2 separate regions of the Lactuca sativa genome follow, and region 2 is linked to region 1. Evidence: chromatin contacts called from public Hi-C data. All regions are on one chromosome and are shown on one strand. Each heading gives the region's core, a stretch centred on a gene start, on an enhancer-like site or on the middle of the called end of the contact. The rest is flanking DNA. Distances are from core to core; before and after follow the strand shown. Region 1 holds the start of LOC111901430. Region 2 holds the start of LOC111901431 (glucomannan 4-beta-mannosyltransferase 2).

Region 1 (6,564 bases), core at 398-2,897:
TTTTTAAAGAACAAAAAGATTAAAGAGCTAGAAAGGCTCCCTGAAAAGCTCTCCTAAACAGGAATTCAAAAGATGGATGATGATTTGTAGAAAAGTTGGTGTCGTCTTTCCTTTTCATATCAAAGATGCTTTAGCCAAAAGAAAAGCAAAACCACTCACGCAAGTGGAATATAATCTTGTACCCATGACTCAAGTGATAGATAGTATCATACTAGCATGTATCATGTATGTTAAAATAATATACAACATACATGATACACGCATCCCACTACTTTAATGTTACTTACATGCTAAGGACATGAAAATGAAGAAAACAATTAAGATTTGATTATGTCAACACTTAACATAACATAGAATGCTGACAAATAGAGTGGAAAAACATGTTCAGGGATAATATGTAACAATACATTGTTTACAAATTATAATAAGGAGATGAAAGTACCTGAACTTCGTGAGACCTTTTTGTTTTCAGTTTTAAGCAATCAATCATAGCATTCCACTTCCCAGAACAATTATCAAGGGATCCAAGTCTATAATATTGTTGCAATTGATGTACTGGAGCTGCCATGATCACAAAAAGTTTCAGTTGCATATTAAATGTGTATAGATACTTTTTTTTTCTAAATTCAATGAGAGGGTATCATAAATCTTGAACTCATGTGCATATAAAAATCAGACATACACATACACAGGGAAAGAGAAAGAGAAAAACTGAGAGAGAGCAAAGACTTACAATAGCAGAACCAGAGATTATCGAAGGAGGTAGTGCATGATACTTTTCTTCTAGGTAAAACTACCACTTCTTCCTTCTCTATACTCATTCTTTTGTTATCTTAACCAAAGAAAAACAGCCCAAACCCAAGAAAACTACAAAAAAAAATGCATTACTTTAGAAAGATGGTCAAAACCCTAAAAGTGTACAGCGTAAATGTGTGATAACAGGGATCTAATTTTGATTACAATGTATTGATATGTACACTATAGAAAGCAAATGTATATATGAGCAAAGCCCTAGAATGATCAGTCGCATTGTTACTTCAGTCACGTTAGTTGAGTTTTTGTCCCTAAAAATCACAGTTAATCTAGCAATGTGTGTTAGCAAACTGTACATATGATGATATGATGGTAGTGATGCCTGCTTAACATCTATCTTGCATCTGTGCTAAATGAGCCCTTAACGAAAGCATAAACGAAAGAGCGCCTTGCTTCTCTAACCAAAATAAATAAAAATGGAGGCAAAACGCACTTAGGCAATTTAACAAACAGGTTATGGGCACCATTAATAACACAATAGTTCCTTCGCTTCTCCTTAAATAATGCATAAACTCCAAACAATCAAGTCAATTACTTGAAAAAATAAACCAGAAACAGGAAGCCGGAGCGCGATATTTCCTAATAGGGTTCGTGACATTAGCAGCAAATCTCATCAATTACTAAGCGGAAAAAGGAATAAAGATCTTACCTTCTGAAAGCTAGTTTTCAACGTTGGCAACTAACAACAATAGATCGGTGTTCGGACTGATCCCTCCTGTCTTCGACTCTTCGTCGTCGCCCAGCTTGACGGAGAAGAATTCTCTGAATTCGTAAAGATGTGAGTTTGGGACTTTGGGCATCGAAACAAACTATCTTGGGCTTTCGTATTAGGCTTTCTTCCTTGCTAGCCCTTACTTACCAAATGAAAATGGTCCAACTTTTTCGGCCTTTTATATTGTGGACAAAAGGCAACAACACGAGCATAAAAGTAAGCAACAATTTAACGAAGACATACAATAAAACTAGCGAGCAATGTTTTGACAGAACAAATACCAGATGTGAGTATTTAAAAAAAAAATATAAAGTTTAATATATTATAAACATATTGTTTTAGTAATACTTTTATATAAATACAAATGATCTTTTATATAAATATAAATGATATACTGACCAAAGTAAGTATTTCAATATATCTACTAAGCATCCTATTGAAGATCAATAATTGTGTTATTATCCTCAGTTGATTTTTGTTTCTTTATCAAAATTTTGCTTTAATTTTTAGTTATGCAATTTTGTTGGTGACATTGAAACAAATTTTTGGACAGCCAACAATGAAAGCTACTCAAGAAGTTGGGATCTATCTTCTATATTGTTTTTAGGGTCTTTTATTTTGAGATTTTATCGATTTTAGGGTTTTTTATTTTGAGATTTTTTGCATTTGCGTTTTTTATTGATAATACTAAATAAAACTAAAAATGTATACAAAATTTAAAGATATGACAAACAAAGCCACAGTTTTTAAATTCAATCATGCAAAATATGTAAATTACTATATTGTTCAAATTAAAATTAGAAAAAACAAAAACCCAACTATCGTTCAAAAAGTACATCATGAAAATATAAATATTAAAATCTACAAAACTATCTTCGCCACAACTCTTTAACATAAGGAACAACTTTACATTGTTTTTTAACATGTCAAAATCAAAAAGTAATTAACTAATGAGTAAATGAAAAACGTTATTTCTACTCATTGTACCTGATTTAAAAACATGTATTTTACAATTACTATTTAAATAGACAACAACATTACTAAGCATAAATAAGATAGCATGATTAAGCCTAAATATGACCCCAAGGGTAAAATCAGCCACATTGTAATATGCACAAGGTTGAGCAGCTACATAAGAGTGGGGAAAAATCGACTACACATCAAATGTTTAACACAAAATTCCAGTGAACTTTCAATTATACCGACTGCATGTGCAAATGTATAACCATCAACAACCAAAATGGAGCACAACTTGGTGAGGACAATTAAATAGCAGCAGAACAACATGAAGCCTTCTCACCAGTCCCTAACAATAATAATGGATTGTTGCCAGCCATTAACAAAACTAAACAAAGAGTAAAGTTAAACTTTTCTTCCCTCTCTAGCATACACACACACACACACAAATCAACTAAACAATCTGTAATTTTCTACGTTCCATACCAAACATCACACCTCATTATGTATTTTTTAGGCTATCTGGTAGTGGTTTAAGCATCTCAGCTGTCCAAATCATTCTCAACTATCCAAACCCATGCATATTATATCTTGCATGGAAGAATATGTAATATAATGATAGTACTTGGAAACACCACAATAAAAAAAAAAGGTAACAGTAGACTTAATCAAGAGTAAAACTACTACAAAAAGGTATTAGTGGAGTCACGTTCATCTTTTCTGATGGTTGCTTTCTAATTGACGATACTACCCTTGCGTTTTAAAACCATTATGCTTATTTTGCAAACTAAATCTACGTTCATCTTTTCTGATGGTTGCTTTCTAATTGACGATACTACCCTTGCGTTTTAAAACCATTATGCTTATTTTGCAAACTAAATCTAAGACAATAAATGTATAAATTAAGTTATCAAACATAAAAATACAACAATAAGCATAGCTTGAAATTGTGGAAGAAAAGTAATTCTGACTTGGTCTTCAATTGACCTTGTCAATAGGAATAAGTGGCTTAGTTGCCACCTAGTTAGGAGCACACGTTTATTCAGTTTTAGCTTTGCAGTTACTTTGTTTTGTTTTGCTATTTAAAGCCTGTAAGTCTTTGTTTTGATTATCAGAAATAAGAAGGAGAAAACAGGGAATCTTTTCCTACAATTCTGTGTTTTTCTTTATTTGGGTATACTACCTTTGATCTTTACACGAGCCTGATCCAACACTTGGTATCAGAGCTTTCTTATTTATGCCCAAATACATAAGACATGACAACATGACAGGTTCCAGTCAACAGGTACCAAGAGATAACGGTGGTGTGTCGTTCCAATGTCCATTGTTGACTTCAACAAACTATACCACGTGGGCAATCAAGATGGAGGCTATCATGGATGCTCAAGGTGTTTGGGAATCCATAGAACCAACTGTCAGAGTGACTGTTGACGAGAAGAAGAATAAGATGGCATGGGCCTACATTTTCCAAGCAATACCAGAGGATATTTTCATGCAGGTGGCCAAGAAGAAAACTGCAAAAGAAGTGTGAGAATCTTTGAAAATTCGGTACCTGGGTGCAGATCGAGTGCAAAAGGCAAGATTGCACTCACTCAAGAGTGAGTTTGATGCACTGAGGATGAAAGAAGGAGAGACCATAGATGAATTTGCAGGAAAGTTGAGTGGTATTAACTCAAAATACATCAGTCTTGGTGCAACAATAGAAGACAGCACTTTGGTGAGGAAGTTGCTTGATTCTATCCCAAAAAAGTATCTACAACTTGTAGCCTCCATTGAACAATATTCAGATTTCGATACCATGCCATTTGAAGAAGCTATAGGAAGACTTAAAGTGTATGAGGATCGGTTGAGAAGTCGCACCGAAACCACTAATGTTGAAGCTGGTCTGTTGCTCACCCGATCAGAGGAGCAAATGGGTCAAAAGTCAAACAAAAACTCCACCAACTCAGCAGGAAGAGGCCGTGGCTCATCTCACAGCGAGAGGGGAGGTCGAGGAGGCCATCGTGGAGGAAGAGGAGGCTCAAGGGGTAGAGGTGGTCGGGGTAATCACCAACAATCTCGAGACAATGGTCAAGTAAAGGGAAGAGACAAGAGTCAAATAAAGTGCTTCAACTGTGATGTGTTTGGACACTATGCATCGGAATGCCCCGATCCTAAGAGGAAGGAGGCTGATGTCAATCTCACACAGGTACATGAAGAAGAACATGCTCTTTTATTAACTGTCTGGGGTGAAGATATAGATAACTGGGTACTGTTTAATGAAGACAAAGTGTTCCCAGCAACAAAAGAAAATGAGAAGGATACATGGTACTTGGATAATGGGGCCAGTAACCACATAACAGGGGTGCGTGAGTACTTTGCAGAACTTGATGAAAGAGTAACAGGGCAGGTGCGTTTTGGGGATGGGTCTAAAGTTCAGATCAAAGGAAGGGGTACAATTCTCTTGGAATGCAAAAATGGAGAGCAACAAGTCATCTTTGAGGTATATTACATCCCAGCTTTACAAAGTAATATACTTAGCCTAGGACAGATGACATAAGTGGGATACAAGATCGAGATGCTTCATGAATTCTTAAGGGTTCATGATGCTAGCAACAGGTTGATAATGAAGGTACAACGTTCAAAGAACAGGTTGTACAAGATTGTCCTGCATACAACACAACCTGTGTGGCTTAGTGCAAGCCTAGATGATACAGCATGGCTGTGGCACGCAAGATTGGGTCACGTAAACTTCCGTGTGATCGAGTCTATGGTGGTAAAGGATATGGTGCGGGGAGTGCCAAGAATTCAGCATCCCACACAAATTTGTGAGGGATGTTTAGTTTCCAAACAGACCCGATATCTGTTCCCGAAAGTAGCACAGTGGCGTGCAAGCTCTTGAACTGATTCATGCAGATTTGTGCGGTCCTATAACGCCCCAAACACTAGCTGGAAACCGATACTTCCTTCTCATGGTAGATGACTACAGCAGATACATGTGGGTGTCGATGATCAAAGACAAAAGTGAAGCTTTCACTGCCTTCAAGAAGTTCAAGAATCGAGTAGAAGGTGAAGGGAAATACAAATTAAAATTGTTGCGCACATATCGAGGAGGTGAATTCACGTAAAATGAATTCACTGAGTTCTGCAATCGGGAAGGAATCAAGAGGCAATTGACTGCACCTTATTCCCCTCAACAGAATGGGGTGGTAGAACGCCGGAACCGTACAATTCTTGAAACCACCAGGTCCTTGCTGAAAGCCATGGATGTCCCAGAAACACTGTGGGGAGAAGCCGTTCGCCACGCCGTGCAGATTTTAAACTGAGTCCCAACAAGAGGAGTAAAAGACATGACTCCATATGAGGCTCTATAGGAGATGAAGCCAACGTTGGAGCACTTTAGAGTGTTCGGTTGTGTAGCTCACGTAAAGATACCAACGAATAAACTCACAAAGTTGGGAGATAGAAGTGAACAAATGGTGTATTTGGGAAACGAGGCAGGAAGTAAGGCGTTCCGGTTGTATTGCCCTAAACGAAATAGAATATATGTATCAAGAGATGTCGTATTTGAAGAGAAAAGGAAATGGGATTGGGCTAAAGTCCTCTGTGAAGGCCCAATACTAAGTAATTCTTGGGTCAGGTTCCCTAGTGAAGGAATAGCCCAAGATACGATGGAGGAACCCGATCCAACATTAGGAGAAATTGGAAGCCCTAGTTCGCCACCGCATGGGTATCAGTCATCCACAACACCAGCAGATCATTCACCTCCTGTGAGCGAAGTCCCAATAAGTCCAGGAGACTCCACGAGTCTAGCATCAGAAGAAGACGTAGACAGGTCCACGTACGATGATACCCCTGTTCGAGGATTTAGGGCCTTAACAGACATTTATAACGAAACCCAGGAGATGGAAGATGATTCAGAGATGCTAATGTACGCAGGTGAAGAACCCACCACGTATGAAGAAGCTTCAGGTGACAAAGAATAGAGAAATGCGATGAAACAAGAACTGGAATCAGTTGAAAACAACAATACATGGAAATTGACTCATCTCCCTAAAGGGCAAAAGGCGATAGGACTGAAGTGGGTATTCAAGTTGAAAAAG
Region 2 (6,612 bases), core at 1,060-3,559, 300 kb before region 1:
TCAAATGTTACACAAAAATGTTGTTTCAATGTTAACAAAAGTTTGTACATGCAAATAGATGGAGTTTGGTATCAAATATGTACATGTCAAAAGTTCATATACGATACAACTCTTTATTCAATTATTTAGATAATATAACTCACTTTCCAATGCCTTTTTAAGTAAAGATAATAACATTTTTTTTATCAGGAAAAGTATTCAAAGGTTTGAAATTGTAAACGGTGTTAATTAAAATAAATGTCTTTGAAAATTAATGTTTGTGCATTATTACAAATAAGAAAAGAAATTATGTAGTTCTTGTTGGCATGTCTTTTCTCATGACTTCCAACGTATAGGTTGCATTAATTAGGTTGCAGAAAAAATGTATTTTAAATGTGTTACTATTAAATGATTAATGTACAAGTTTAATAAATAAGTAAATTATGATTTAAATAATTTTAACGAGATAAAAACAAAAAAAGAGGATGTATTTTTTATTTAAAAAAAAAAAAAGAAAAATGTTACCACCGACACTTTTAACATTAGCCATCAACAAGACTCAACGTCAACTGTACCCTTTCTTACCCTTTAAAATTTATCTAAAAAGTGTAAGTAAATAAGAAAAAAATAATAAAATATTATTTAATTTAATCAAGATTTAACAGAAAAATCAGAATGAGAAACTTACCAAAACGCCACCGAGCTTGAACTAGTGCGATTTGGGGGTTGAACTCAAGGAAAGGAATGGCTCGCCGGAGAAAATCTGGCTCCGGTCGGAAATCGGCGTCAAAAATGGTGACGTATTCACAGTCTTTGACATAATCATGCTTTAATCCTTCTTTAAGAGCACCGGCTTTGTAACCTCCTCTGCTTTCTCTGATTTGATACTTAATATTAACTCCTTTGCTTGCCCATCTTTGGCATTCTTTCTCGATCATATCCTAAATTAAAAACACAATCTAATCAAAAATCTAAACAACAACATCGTGAAAGTAGCCTTTGTCGTTTACTGAAAGATGCAAGTTTTTTAAGTTTTAAATGTGAAATGAGTTTATTCCCTTGTTTGATAAGATAGAATTTAATTAATTTGTAGAAACCCAATCAAAGTAGTTATTGATTTAGATTATATGAATCAGAAACTGTTCACTTGGATTTTTAGGAAGAAAATTCATATGGAAAAACACTATTAATAGCAATGAAAACCATATTAATAACTTTACTTGGTTTATGACATGTAACAAAATTATGGCAACGGATTCACCAAACTCGGTCTCAAAAATAAAAAATGGTGTAATGATTTGAATAAGTAAAAAAGGTTGAATGTGATGAGTAATTATTGAAATCTTCTTTCTGCTTTGATGAGTAGTACTGTTTAGATATAAAACCAAAGAGGTAAAATTGGCTTTAATAAGTTGTACCTTGATGACAAAATCAGTAGAGTCATCGAGTACTTGAATCACGAGTCGATCGGAAGGCCATGAGAGATTACATGCTGCCCCAATTGAGATCTTGTATACCTGTGACATCATCCATTCATTCAATGAATCAATACCAAACGTAACATAAATTCCTCATAAATCAACAAAGGAGGACACAAGAAACTCACGGAATTACTCCGAATTACGAGAAATCGGAAAAAAGCACAAACAAAACATACACAATAATGATAAATGACGAACCTCTTTCTCATTGAACATTGGGATTTGAATAAGAACCAAAGGGAAAGCAGAATTCCCGATTTCCAAATCGTCACGAATGGGTTCCCAATTGTATCGCTTCTCTGGCTTCTTCCAAAACAGCTTAACAAGGACAATTACAATACCCATGTAAAGCCTTTCGAGAAAAAGCATCACGGTCATCGCCAAACAGACATAAACAGCCAATCTCAACAATGGCACGATCAATGGCGCCTTGATTAGGTCCCATAACAAACCAATTTGCGCCGCCAAGTCCACCGACGCCCCCGGAAAACTCTCCGGTATCAGATTCTTCCCGGATATAACGTCTCCCATTTTCACTATCTGGTTTCAACTGAAACAGGGGAAAACAGGGGAAAGTAGATCTATGGAGATTCGTTAAATGTGGGTGAGATTTGGGGGTTTCTCTCTCTACCCAGATTGAGAAAGTGGTTGGTTTTGACACACACTGTCTTGATTTCCTTCCTTCTGCTTACAGATTATGCCAAAACAGTACTGCTTCTGTGTTTCTATCGAATCATAATAGAAGAGAAGCAGAGGTGTGTTGTGGCATTGCTGAAGAGAGGATAGGAAATGGTGAGGAGAGTGAAGAGGGGTAGAGAGAGAAAGAGAGGAGTGGAGCAAGTGAAGGAGAGAGAGAGATGGAGGGTTTTTTATAGTCAAATTTATAACTTTTTTTTTTTTTTTTTTTTTGTAATAATTTTACTACTACTGACTTTCGACTCTACCTTGCTTCTCTTTATTGTGCATTCTGTTAATTCCAGTCCCTCTACTTCTTTGTATTTACATTTTTAAGCATCCTACGCATAGACAAATGAATAGTTATTCAAATCTTGGGACAATTTTTATCTCGTTTATATACTAGATATATTCATTCTAACTATTAATTGTCTACTATGTTGACTTCAATATTTAACCTTAGTTGAGGCAAGACAAATGAATAGTTATTCAAATCTTGTGCCTTATAGTTACAGATTATTATTATTATTATTATTATTATTATTATTATTATTATTATTATTAGTAATTCTGCACCGGTTAATTTGAAAATCCTAAGATAAGTTGAATACCCAGGTTTAACATTATGAGTTAAATATGTTAAGGATATCGTATGTGTTATGATTTATTATCACATATGTATATTGCCAACGATTTAATATAATACGTCAATATAAGTGATATAAACTTTAATTATATCTTTTTAATGATACAAACACCAAATTTATGTCTCTAAAAGAGGATTCCTACATAACCAAACGAACATATGAAAATTTTATATTATTGAATTCTTTGAGACAATGAACTACTGATGAAATTTGCTACTTCATGTTAGTATGTAGAATTATTTTGAAACTTCATTAATCGATGTTTCCTTCCATTTTCAGCAATAAAACAAATTCATGAACATTAGATGTAGTTTTTCACCATTGTACAACACTCACTTACAACTTTGTGACTTATATATGTAGACCACAACTTCTTCATTATAGGTAATAATATTAAGACAAAATTGCAAAAATGGTCCCTGTGGTATGCAAAATTTTGGGGTTTTAGTCCAAACAGTGACTTTTTTGGTTTCGTAGTCCTTTTGAGCTAGTTTCATTGTGGATTTGGTCCCTCAGTAAACTGAAATGACTGTAATACCCTTGGGGTATTTATTTTTTATTTTTCTTTGATTTTTTTAAATATAATATCTATTTATTTATTTTAATAATTATTTTAATAATAAAAAATGGCCCACTTCTCTCTCTCTCTCTCTCTCTCTCTCTCTCTCTCTCTCTCTCTCTCTCTCTCTCTCTCCAGGTCATATACCCATTTCTTTCTCTCGTTCCCAATTTCAACGAACAAGAAGGGGCTGTGCTACCTCCGGCAATCTGGAGATAGCCACCGCACCACCTGCTAGCCTCCATTCGACTACCAAACTCCACCGTGAACCGCTACATCTCCGCCCACCATAGAACCATTCTAGCCTCACCCCATCTTTTTTCTTTTCTGTTGATCTGAGCAACCCTAAACAAACCCCAATCCTTGCTCCTTCTTTTCTTTTCAATCATCGCTGTATTGGGAAGATGGAAGCAATAGAGCTGATGTGCTACCACTAGGATTGGGCAGATCGAGAACCTTCTCTGGTTCGAGCACCATTAGGTAGAGAAGAAGGAAATCGGTGCAGGAGGGAGCCATTGCGTATCTTACTCCTTCCTCCCCTCGTATCTTACGCATCGATTTCTTCCCCTTTACCGGCCACCGGAGCAGCTCCCTACAATAGCCCCTCTCGATTTCTCCCCTTTATCGACTCACCCCTTTCTCTTTTTTTCCTTCTCTTACGATTCCTCTGTCTCTCATTTATGTGTATTATCAATGAAATAGGTGTTTGTGTATAACCTGTATGTAGACGATGTTTCTAGATTTATTGTCGTTTAAATCAGGTGATATAATGGGTATAACCCTGAGCATTCGAATTGATTCTTGTTTATCGTCTCCTCTAACATCACTAATGTTTCTTTTCATCGTCGATTTTGATAGCTACTAAACTGAGTCTTCTCAACATCCGTAGGAAATCAGTGGACCTCAGCCCACTATCACTGGACCTGCACTTTGCTGCTGAATCGATGTCGAATATATACCTTGATCTTGTGTGTGTGTTCATAGTGAAACTGGATGAAGATCTATAAGTTTGTGGGTTAATCTAAGTTGCAGGAAAAAAGTGAGAATCAATTGTTTGAGAATTGAGGAATCGGAGAAATCGATTGTTTGCAAGAAAAAATTGGAATCTCTGATGTTTGATGTTGGAATTTGATGTTCAAATGGATTATGAACGAGGGTTGGATCTACTGTAGGTTTACATAGGAGAGAGAGAGAGAGAGAGAGAGAGAGAGAGAGGTGGGCCCTTTTTTATTTTTTTAATTGTTAAAATAAATAAATAAATATTAAATTTTAAGAATAATGAAAGAAAAATGAAAAATAAATACCTCAAGGGTATTATAGTCATTTCAGTTTTCGGAGGGACCATTTTTGCATACAAACCACTCCAAAAGGACTACGAAACCAAAAAAGTCACTGTTTGGACTAAAACCCCAAAAAAATGCATACCACAGGGACCATTTTTGCAGTTTTGTCTAATATTAATGAAGTGTGCAACTGTGCATGCATATGTTGAAACTTAGAAGAGTGGAAATGCCATTTCATAAGAATACCGGGCCAAAATGAAACTTTGATAAAAGAATTAGTACAACGGAGTCAACGGCATCCATCGGCTGTCATCAAATGAAACGACGTCGCATGGTAAGGATATTCCGGCGTACAAACTAAATCCCATCAAAGTCCCGTTATAATTAGTAATTTAAAAAGTAATGTTTGTTACATTTTTATTTCATAAAACGAAAAGGTTTGCTTCGACTTTGTTGCGTGTTATTATTTACGGTATATATAGGGGTGTCAAAAAAACCGAACCCGATTAACCCGATCCGACCCTAACCCGAATAAGGTAATTAGGGTCGGGTTCAATAGGGTTAGAATTCTAAATCGGATTATTCGGGTTGACCCGACAAACCCGATTTGTAGTTAGGGTCGGGTTTATGGTTGATTTTTACAAAAAAATCGGGTTTCGGGTCAACCCAAATAACTCGGTTAGGAATTCACAACCTTTACATATTCCACTGCTCTTTACTTGAACTATACAAAAAGACTACAAATCCTTTGAAAATGTAAATTTTTGTGACTCTAGAAGCATATGAGGGTCAAGTAACTCCCATTTGTGAAGTTGAAGTCCAAAAAGATATAAAACCTCCACATCTCAAAATTACTAGAGCGGCTGAGAAAGTAAATATTTTATTTTGATACTTATTTCTACTTTAAACTAACTATAAACATGAATAAACTATATGGTGTTGATCGCTAACTAGAGATTGAAGTTCATCTATTTAATATTTATAATGGAAGAACTCTTTTAGCTATTGTCGTATGCATGTTTTCTCGTATGTTGTAATAACCATGAGGTCCATGATCTTTTATTTTTAATTTGTTTAAATTTGTATGCCTTCTTGATGTTAAGAAAAGAGTAAAAAAATGGTTTGGATTTATATCAGATTGCACTCTTGAAAAAACCATATATATTATGTTTAAATTAAGTGTTTAGTGTATTAACCCGACTAACCCGGCTAACCCGACCCTATTAACCCGAAACTCGATTAACCCAAACCCGACCAACACATACCTTAATAGGATCGGGTACCGGGTTAAATTATTTTTTTTGAAAACCCGACTAACCCGACCCGTTAACCCGAAACCCGATCGGGTTGACCCGATTAACAGCCCTAGGTATATATGTACATCTATATTCTATCCAAGACAATTAACAATATTACTTGACAATTATAAACTAAATTGATTGCATTGAGAGATTGTTTGATTCTAATTAGATATGTTGTAATATCATACAACAGTAACAATATTACTCTAGTCCTATGCTCTTATATGAATGAGGGAAGCGATGTAAAACGGGTATAATAGACAGTAGATTAACATCAATTCAAATGCATAAATTAGATCCAAATAGTGAATATCAATACTTATCCTAGCATTTTTAAATGTATATGTATATATAAATATAGTCAAACATTTCTCCATGGGATCAATTCAAGCCAATTACTCTGTTGCACTTAGTATCAGAGCCTTCCTAAGACTACGTTTCCCTCTCTCTCTACTCACCAACATCACTGACCTTCTGGCCTTCTTCTAGATCCGCCATGTCTACCCCCATCACTTCTTCAAAAATTGCTACTGCTATTTCGTGCAAATTGACGAGAACCAACTTCTTACTTTGGAAGGCACAAGTTGTCCTCATTTTCAATGGTGTGCAGCTTTTTCAGATATCTTGATGGCCCCAACACTGTCCCTACTGCCAAACTCACCACGTGAACATGTGCTGATATCAGGG

What was found. A called contact is a pair of places that touch in the nucleus more often than the background predicts.
Region 2: a contact with region 1 is called in a Hi-C map of leaf, with 6 times the contacts expected there. The contact joins the promoter of LOC111901431 here to the promoter of LOC111901430 in region 1. A contact is called at or near these places in 4 of 4 Hi-C or Micro-C datasets (bud, leaf and seed).

Annotation. Positions count from the first base shown.
Region 1 is chr2:190,595,082-190,601,645 of Lsat_Salinas_v11, reverse strand. LOC111901430 reads right to left here and starts at 1,647. Exons shown (of 4, transcript XM_023897280.3): 1 at 1,463-1,647; 2 at 734-867; 3 at 443-561. The coding sequence starts at 821.
Region 2 is chr2:190,891,571-190,898,182 of Lsat_Salinas_v11, reverse strand. It overlaps LOC111901431 (glucomannan 4-beta-mannosyltransferase 2), which reads right to left and starts at 2,309. Exons shown (of 9, transcript XM_023897281.3): 1 at 1,659-2,309; 2 at 1,398-1,496; 3 at 668-920. The coding sequence starts at 1,991.